Regions from separate parts of the Triticum aestivum genome. Here region 1 is linked to region 2. A link is a contact called in public Hi-C data. All regions are on one chromosome and are shown on one strand. The core of a region is the stretch at or near the end of the contact, and the rest is flanking DNA. Distances in the headings are between cores, read along the strand shown. Region 1 holds the start of LOC123111858 (nucleobase-ascorbate transporter 6). Region 2 has its middle 130 kb from the start of LOC123111858.

Evidence for each region. A called contact is a pair of places that touch in the nucleus more often than the background predicts.
Region 1: a contact with region 2 is called in a Hi-C map of leaf, with 2.7 times the contacts expected there. The contact joins the promoter of LOC123111858 here to the enhancer-like site in region 2. A contact is called at or near these places in 2 of 5 Hi-C or Micro-C datasets (both in leaf).

Annotation. Positions count from the first base shown.
Region 1 is chr5B:360,647,714-360,652,273 of IWGSC CS RefSeq v2.1, forward strand. It overlaps LOC123111858 (nucleobase-ascorbate transporter 6), which reads left to right and starts at 1,275. Exons shown (of 14, transcript XM_044532744.1): 1 at 1,275-2,042; 2 at 2,466-2,563; 3 at 2,737-2,913; 4 at 3,002-3,102; 5 at 3,214-3,289; 6 at 3,379-3,438; 7 at 3,539-3,723; 8 at 3,816-3,912; 9 at 4,000-4,086; 10 at 4,183-4,241; 11 at 4,335-4,426. The coding sequence starts at 1,940.
Region 2 is chr5B:360,512,633-360,517,253 of IWGSC CS RefSeq v2.1, forward strand. No RefSeq gene overlaps it. Among protein-coding and RNA genes, the nearest start is that of LOC123111858, 130 kb to the right of the region's middle. Within about 2 kb of position 2,364, at least 2 of the 8 cell types and tissues checked have an H3K27ac peak or open chromatin away from gene starts, as enhancers often do. A contact at or near this core is called in leaf, where this site is marked.

The sequences.
Region 1 (4,560 bases), core at 25-2,524, 130 kb after region 2:
CGACGAATGACGAAGGGGGCGGTTGCGCGTATATTTATATGCGAGGGAAATAACCGCAGCCGACTGGATCAGATCGGACGGTCCATAGCGCAAGCCCTTTGGGACTCAATGGGTAGGATAAAGCGGCGATGTACGACAGCACGTGGCAACCACTAAGATGACGTGGTCCTAAATGGTTCTTTTAGGAGCAAGTTCTTTATCATGGACAAGGACACCAATAAAGAATCGAATCCAGATGAATTTGCACATTCACATCGGATCAACAAAGATTTAGGCGAAACCCTACCCCGGAGTCCTTGGCGGTAGGTGGTTAAACCCTCCCGCCAACAGGTCTGAAGGTAGGAAAATGGTCGGATCTCAAAATTTTTGCAAAGCGGGGCCAGATTGTGCTTAAGTTAACAAAATGGATCAAAACAGTGATTTCGGCGCTTGGTGGATTGCAATTTTGATCTTTGGGCTGTGTGGATTGACAGATAGGGGGAATGGGCTATGCCGTGCTGAAGATGCCCTAACCATACTCTGATGACCAGAACCTTAACCATAATGGATGACCAGAATGCTTGGATGCTGGAACCAGCTGTTTGTGCTGACCAAACAAACATCCTAGCATCGATAGGTAGACAGACTGAAGCAGAACTGTCCGAGGCTGCTTTCTGGATATGCGGCCAATTGGTCAGCCGCGCACGCACTATTATATTCGGCGCAGAATGTCCTGCCTCTACTCACTCCATAGTACTTACTACTGGTAGTGTACTTTGTCAAATGCACATTGCTAGCCGCCACTGACAAAAATTCCGTTTAGCCAGCTTATGTCAAGCCAAGATTTGAGGCACTTCTGATTACCAGGTAACATGGTCCTGAACCTCGTTGGCGCCTGTCCCTGATGAATCTTCCGCTGAAGCCCTAGCGCTCAGGGCTCTGCTTGCAGCAGACAACCAACCTATCATGCCCGTCTCTCTAGCCAGAGGAGAATAAATTCCCTCAACAACCATCCCCCTTTTAATTTCCGAGAAATTTGCCCAGGCTCACTCTTTAACTCCTCCGCATTTATCCACTCCTATATACACACAAAAATACAAACTGCCGATTAATAGCGCAAGCAGACCAATCGCGGTCAAAAGGAAATCTGCGCCTTGTGTCAGCGCTGCTGGCTCAGTTTCAGTAACGGTTACGGACGGAGCGTCAAACCCAAACCCCCGAGCAGTTGAGAGCTGAGACTACGCCGCGTGGGAGGCGTCCCGGAGGCAGCACGGCACGGCAGCGGTGAGGCAGAGGAAACAGCGAGAATCGGAGGGAGAGTGGAAAGCCGCCGAGGGAAAAGGCTCGCTGGCCAGGCCAGCTCGCTCGCTTGCAAAAGGCGCCGTTTTTAAAGCGGAAAGGGAGGAGGCAAGGAGAGCAGTCCTTCTCGCCCTCTGCCCCCGCTCGCCTCTCTGCCACCTCCTTTCTGCCGCCCAAAAGAGAGAGGAAGTTTTCGCCTCGGGATGCCGCTGGCTGCCTTTCCGCTGCTAGTCTAGTCCCTTCCTGCGAGTAGCCTCCTCCCTCTCCAGCGAGCTTCTCTTCTCTTCTCTTCCCTTTCCTTGCAGCGAGGGAGAAGGGAGGAGGAAGAGAGCGTGCGCGGGGGAGCGTAAGGTGGCTTTCTGGGGGGATAGATTCCATTCCTCTCCTTGGAGGAGGAGGAGGAGGAGAAGTAGTAGTGGGGAATTGGGTAGCTAGGCCAGATCAATTGCTTTCTCTCGATTCTCTGCGCCTTTTCTCCAACTTTACTCTCCCCCGTGGTTGGTTGGTTGGTTGTTCCTTGCTTGCGAGGGGGTTCTCGGTTCTTGGCAGAAAAGAACGACAGATCAGTCGGTCAGTCAGTCCAGTCCCCTGTTCCTGTGCGAGTGGCGAGTGAAGTGACGGGCGTGGTTTCTTGGGAGTTTGGAGCCGGAGGAAGAAGAAGATGGCAGCCGCGCCGCCGCCCAAGGCCGACGAGCTGCAGCCGCATCCGCCCAAGGAGCAGCTGCCCAGCGTCTCCTTCTGTATCACCAGTCCGCCGCCATGGCGTACGTGCTCTCTGCTCTGCTTCACCCTTTTGATTTTGCTCTTTAAAAGCTTCCCTCACTCCTCCGTGCTTGTCCCTTCACTGTCCTTAGTTTGTTTCTCGTACTACTTGCTGTTTCATGCATGCCCAGGCTTTTTCCCCCACTGCAAATATATGTGTGCTGATTACTGGAATGTTTTTGTTGTTGTCGGTGCACATCAGTCTCTACATATTTTCACTACAGAAAGTTTTTCATGTTTTTTATTGGACACAAATTCTTTTGCTTAACCAGTCTGGAAGATTCGCTGATCTTGAATTTATTTATAATGAAAAGGCCTTTCAGTTGCACATCTTTTTATGCAATTCATATACTAGTAGTACTACTCATATCAAATGGTGTACTGTATGTTTGATGTTTCTCTTGTGCCTGTAATCTTGTACGCAGCCGAGGCCGTGATTCTAGGATTTCAGCATTTCATAGTCATGCTGGGCACCACCGTCATCATACCAAGCGCGCTTGTTCCTCAAATGGGAGGTGGAAATGTGAGCCCTCATCAACTCTTTATTTATTGATTCTCTACCAAATGTCCTCTGTTTATTCACTTACTTGACACACGACGAATTCGATATCTCTGAATAAGTACTACTAAGCTCTCACTGAATTTGCCGTACATATAAACATGATGATGGACAGTCACTGAATAAATTTCTGTCAGGAGGAGAAAGCTCGGGTAATCCAGACGCTCTTGTTCGTCGCCGGCATAAACACCTTACTGCAAACCTTCTTCGGGTCTCGCCTCCCCGTCGTGATGGGCGGCTCCTACACCTTCGTCGCGCCGACCATCTCCATCATCTTGGCTGGACGCTATGACAATGAGACGGACCCTCACGAGGTACTTCTTACTGCCCACAGACTGGCTATTTCATTAATCTACGCGTTCGCACAGGAAAAGCTAATGGGTTTGTGTTGTTGTCCTCAAGAAATTCCTACGGACGATGAGGGGGACACAAGGCGCTCTCATCATCGCCTCCACGATTCAGATCATCCTTGGCTTCAGCGGCCTCTGGCGCAATGTTGTCAAGTTAGTCCCATTTTCAGCCTTTCTTCGTCGAACTATAGTACTCCCTGTAGCGTTTCAGGTTGTGCAGTTAAGAGTTGAGTTAACTAACTATCCTGTATGATTTATTTGCAGATTGCTGAGCCCATTATCTGCAGTTCCTCTTGTTTCACTTGTCGGGTTTGGGCTTTATGAACTCGGCTTTCCAGCGGTTAGTTTTGCTCCATCACTTGCACTTTTTCCCCTGCTTCTAGAATCTTCTTGGAAGAGTGAACAGAAGGTATTCATGATCAAATACAGGTAGCCAAGTGCGTGGAAATTGGTCTGCCAGAACTCATCCTAATGGTCGCGTTTTCTCAGGTATCACAACATTTTACGAAGTTCTGATTGATCAGATCAATGTTTTCAAATGGTTTTGAATGAGGTAATGATATACTGACCATGTTTGTTTGCTGCACAGTATTTGCCTCATGTGTTGCATTCTGGAAAGGGTGTCTTTGGCCGGTTTTCTGTTCTTTTCACCGTGTCAATCGTGTGGCTCTACGCATACATCCTCACAATCAGTGGCGCCTACAAGAACGCCAAGTTGAAGACGCAGGCGCATTGCCGCGTCGATCGTTCAGGGCTTATCGGAGGAGCTCCATGGTAGGGTCCCAGGAAACCATGTTTTATTATAATAATGCATTGTAATTCTGATGGCATTCGTAACGAAGGTGCTGCCTGAAATCTGGCTGCAGGATAAGTGTTCCGTATCCGTTTCAGTGGGGGGCTCCTACATTCGATGCTGGAGAATGTTTTGCAATGATGATGACTTCATTCATTGCCATTGTAGAGGTTTGTTTGCAATATTTACCCTAGAATAGGAAACAGATGCTATACATTCAGTCATACTAATAAGATGGTAATGTCTTGACTTGCCAGTCGACTGGAGCCTTCATTGCTGCTTCAAGGTATGCAAGTGCGACGATGATACCTCCGTCGATCGTCAGTCGGGGAATTGGTTGGCAGGTAAATGAACCATTTATTGTACAGTGGAGTTTGTCTAATCTTATTTTACTTGGTAGGCAATAATGCATGCTGATCGCAATGAAACGTCACTTTCAGGGCATCGGTATCTTGCTTGATTCGTTCTTTGGGACAGCCAATGGAACCTCAGTTGCAGTGTAAGTATATGTTTGGGGATAGTACAAGTGGCATTACTTGACTGAACAGCCAATGGAGTACTTGATTATCTCTGTGAACTTTTGTATTTGCAGGGAGAATGTTGGTTTACTTGCTGTGACACATGTTGGCAGCAGGAGAGTGGTGCAAATATCTGCCGGCTTCATGATTTTCTTTGCTGTCCTAGGTAATGCCACTATATATCTCTATGCTAAACTTATTTTAAAAGCTATTATTATTACTGTGGTTTTGGTTGGTGCATATATATTGCTGTCACCTTTTCGAAAAAATATATATTGCTGTCAAAGATAATTTTAATTT
Region 2 (4,621 bases), core at 1,114-3,613:
TCACACCTGAACTCTAGAACTCGAGGAAGATGACGTCATGCACGAAGAAGATAAAAGTTTCCAAGTATGAGGAAGTCATGAGACGGCACGATTATGTATCCCGACCACAAGACGAGCAATGAAGCGAGAATTCCCGTTTGTAGAAACATGACCCAAATGAATGTCAGTTTGAAGATTGACGTGGGTAAATCCAAGTCAATCTGGGGGCTAATGTTAGGGATATAACCCCACAATATGACCTGCCATTTAGGGCAGGGTCTTTTAGTGACGGCTTAAAGATGACAACTCAACGATGGGCTAAGGCCACTACAGGTGCAAGGCCGAGGAGGTGAGCCACCCAGGTGGGCCGACTCATGGCCCATACTGTAAGCCGCCAGAAGCTTGCAAGACTCCGAAGGGAGTTTTCTTACTTAGGAAACAAGACATAGAAGTTAGACTCGGTCACGGGTTCTACTACGACCCGGACACGGTTGTAATCCGAGGGCCTCCACCTGTGTATAAAGGGGAGCCCCTGGGGTAGGAAATATTAAGTTACAAGCTCTCGAGTACTAGGTTAGCCAAGTTGCACCCTTGTAATCGAGATCTCTAGCAATAATCATCAAGCAGGAAGTAGGCTATTATCTCCATAGAGAGGGGCCGAACCTGGATAAACCTTTGTCTCTCGATTCCGTTCAACCTCGTTCAAGCTACTACCTTGCGGCGATGACCTCACGACTAAGTCCTTACACGAGGACATCTGCCGTGACAAAATCACGACACTAAACTTGAAGCATTACTGAACTACGTTGACACTAAACTTGGGGCATGAACATGAGCATGAGCTAACTTTTAGGATTGAAGAGCACAAAAGAGCACTGCCAATTATTCACGTAACGACAAATCTAGTTAGTACCATGGCACAAAAGAGCAGTGTCAATTCTTCAGGTAACGAATCCTCCCAAAAAAAATTCAAGACCAGAAAAGAGCACATGGCACTATCATCCACACTTAAATGGCACTATACAAAGCACTACTTACTGAAAAATTAACTGAGATGACATGGCAATATCATCCACACTTAAATGGCACATATCCGGTTTATACAAAGCACATATCCAGAAACTGAAAGTGCCATTTTTTGTTAAAACATTTAGCTAGTGACCTTCTATGCACAAGTCAGAAATCTCCTGTCACTATCCACTTATTCAAAGGCCACAACTTCTCACAGATGCCTAGGTGCTCACATCTAGCAGTAAGATCTGTAGCCAGGTCTCTCTATTTCGAGCAGAAAATGATGGCGTGTGGCTAAAACAAAACAAATCGGTCCGCTTAGTAAAATTCTCCATTTACACTAACCCTAACTGCTTGGATAGAGGACAAACTCACCTGGCTGAAATCGCGGTCCGACGAGGAGCTGGACAGATCGTCCCAGGAAACCATGCGGCGAGCTGGACGGCGGCAGCGAGCTTGACAACAGCGGAGAGGAGGAGAGCTGCGAGCTGGAACAGAGTAGGGGAAGGGGACGACCAGATTCGAACAAAACAGTTAGATAAATTTAATTCAGATGGGTGTACTGCGGATTGAATTGACAAAACGTTAGGGGATATATGCAAAATCTCCTTGGCTGTCTTTGATTGGCTCTGGACTAAATTTACGCGTTATGTGCAAGTTCTAAGATGATGAAGTAAACTTTTACAAGTTTTATGACTAAACCACCAATCTAAGATGATGAAGTTCATGACGAAACCACCACGTATTGAACAAGTTCTATGCCCTTCGGCGCAGGCGCTGCACGAGGTCCCCCGCAGATATTCTTGGCGCGGCTCGTGGGCCGAGAGACCGATAGACCGATCCAATCCCCGATCTTTTCCCCGCCTTTTGACGTCGGAGTCTGGCAGGGTTCCCGCCTCAAAAGGGACGCCATCGTCCACTTGTGCCTCTTGGCCGCCGCGCCGCTGTTCCCTGCCCCGAAAGCGCGGCAACTGTTGCTATACTCGCACTCTCATGTACGACGAACGGACTGTTAGCTGAATGGATGAACCCACGGAGCAGGTGAATCCTACCGGCTGAGACGGGACGGGGGCCTTTCACCGACGATCGACGCCACAGGTTTCCGGACACTGATCAAGTTCCAGATGAGACGCGCGTGACGTGGTCTACCACCAGAAGCTGCGAGTAATCTAGCGTGACTATCGCGACCTCCCGGCGTCCGGACGCAAGTCAAAGCGGCGACGTGTCTCCCCTACACGAAACTCTGCGTGCTGGTGCCACGTTTCCGTGTTGGTTTCTTGGAGCCACCGCAAGGGATCGATCAGTCGAGAAGGGTGGTGGAGCAGGATAAGCGTAGCCGCTTAGGGCGGTTGTTGGTGAGGTGAGGTGACGGCGAGGCACGCTCGCGTCGGCGAAAGCCGACACGAAAACGACGCGCGCCTTCAGCCGATCACTACACCGGACGCGCGCGGCTGCTAGTTTTATACTCCCTCCGTAAACTAATATAAGAGCATTTAGATTATTATTTTAGTGATCTAAACGCTCTTATATCAGTTTACAGAGGGAGTACTAGTCTCGATCAATCAGTGGCAGCGGCGTGTTCTCTCTGCTCCTCTTAATCTTGTGCATCACACTCCGGACCGAATCTATGCGCGCGCGACTTGTTACTTACTGGAAAGACAGGCAAGGCATGTTCATAGACAGCGACAAGTTCGTACACATCCGTTGGTTTTCATGCCCCAAACTCCTCTGTTTATAATTGGTAAACAAACCGACTAGGTCAGGTTCATGGATTTCACCACGATCGACCTCACTTAACTGTCTAGTGGGCCGGTGTGTGTGTGCGTGTGTGGATTGGAGATAGATAAATAAACACGGGAATGCGTCGTCGCATTCCGGTGGCGGGGACACGTAGTAGATTGAGCGGAGATTTTGGGCGAGGCAGTCCGTACACGTCTAGGGTAAAACCCAGGTGGTCTGAGCGTCAGATTCAGGGCTAGTGGTTTGGATGGGATGATCGGCCACTGTCAATCAGTCTTAGCATTCAGTGTGCAGGTAAGAAAAGAGAGGCCAGGTTGCCATCCGTGAAGCCGTCATGGTCGCTCGAATGAATGATTTGGCCGATGAGCCAATCAACTGCTAGTACATACCACAAGGCTCATTCATGACAGGAAAACTGCATGATTGCACCGCCCCTTGAGCCTTGGCTCGCAAGGGCACAACAGCCAGCTGCTGATTGATCGATCCTGGCAAGATAGCTTGTTCTCATAGGAAGGAGATGGTAGTATCTACCAGCCTCGTCAATCAATCCAGATACTGCTGATTGATTAGGTGGTGGTGCACCATAACCTTTTTCTGCACTTTTTCCCTTTCGTCTTCCTTTTTGCTGGTATGGGCAAAAGTTGGACTTGGGAATTGGAATTATACAGGGGCGTCCAGCAATGATTTGGTTAAGGATTCGGAGCAAATGATGGGCTTTCTCCGAGTGACCACCTATATATACATCTGCCTTATGGCAAAGGTCACACTTGAGTGTCAATTATGAAAGAGAATCGTTTGACTATCTTGTTGCCATCGAAATCCTTTCTTCGGGTTAATCTAGTCACTCGCACTTTGTAAGGTCTCTTTGGGTTTTAGATAGTGAGAAACGTAGGAATAGAAAAGATGCAGGATTGAGATGTCATGTCGTATAAATTACTACTCTCTTTGTTCCATAATGTAAGATGTTTTTGACACTAAATTAGAGTTAAAACAAATCTTACATTATGAAACGGATGAAGTATAAGATTACAAGATGTTACTAATACACAAAAATTCTAAGTGGATGTCATTGAATGGTGCACATAAAATGGACACGTGAATGTACATGAGAGAGAGAGAGTCCGTGAGGGAGAGCGCGCGCATTGGACTTCATAAAAGAAAAGAAATAAAATAAGCAGTCGGGCATCTCAAACTGTCCTCAAATATCCGGGCAGACCGACCGATAAAAAAACGACTCAGTCAGGCATCTCAAAGCAGCCTTAAACATCTGGCCTGTCCGGTGCCCCACGTATCCAACCAAATATAGCGCGGCCCGACCGCGTCCATCACGCCTAGTCCGGCCTACCCGGGGCCACCCCTGTCCCCACAAATATCCCCATCCGGAAAACCTTAGACCGAAGTCAATCCGTCCGTCCAATCCACTCCCTTCTCCGTCCACTCCACTCCCAATCTCCTCTAGTCTGATTCGAAAGCCGGCGACGGCAAAAACACTTGCTCCGGTGGCAAATCCGGCGGCTCCGATGACTAGTCGAGGCTGTTGCGCGACATGGAGCCGGACGATGTGGATGAGGTTGCCCTCCGCATCAAGTTGAGGCGGTCGTGGTTCGACCAAGGCGACAGCTCCTGTTCTGCAGCGCCCGTCGACGTCGCGCCAACGACGTGGCCGTCCTATCCCGCCCGTCGCGCAACTCCGCCTGTTGCGCACTCGCGCCCGTGCTGGTATGTCACCCACCATCACCAATGCGAGTTGAATCTCGTCCGAAAGTGGTACCCGGGCATCTATGGAATGTCGTCCTTAAGTGGTAACCGCCGCAAGAATGCTAAGGTGCTCTGGCTCACAGCGAGCTGTCAGAGTGCGAGGCAAACAAGGAGCTGGTGGCCAAGGCAAAGG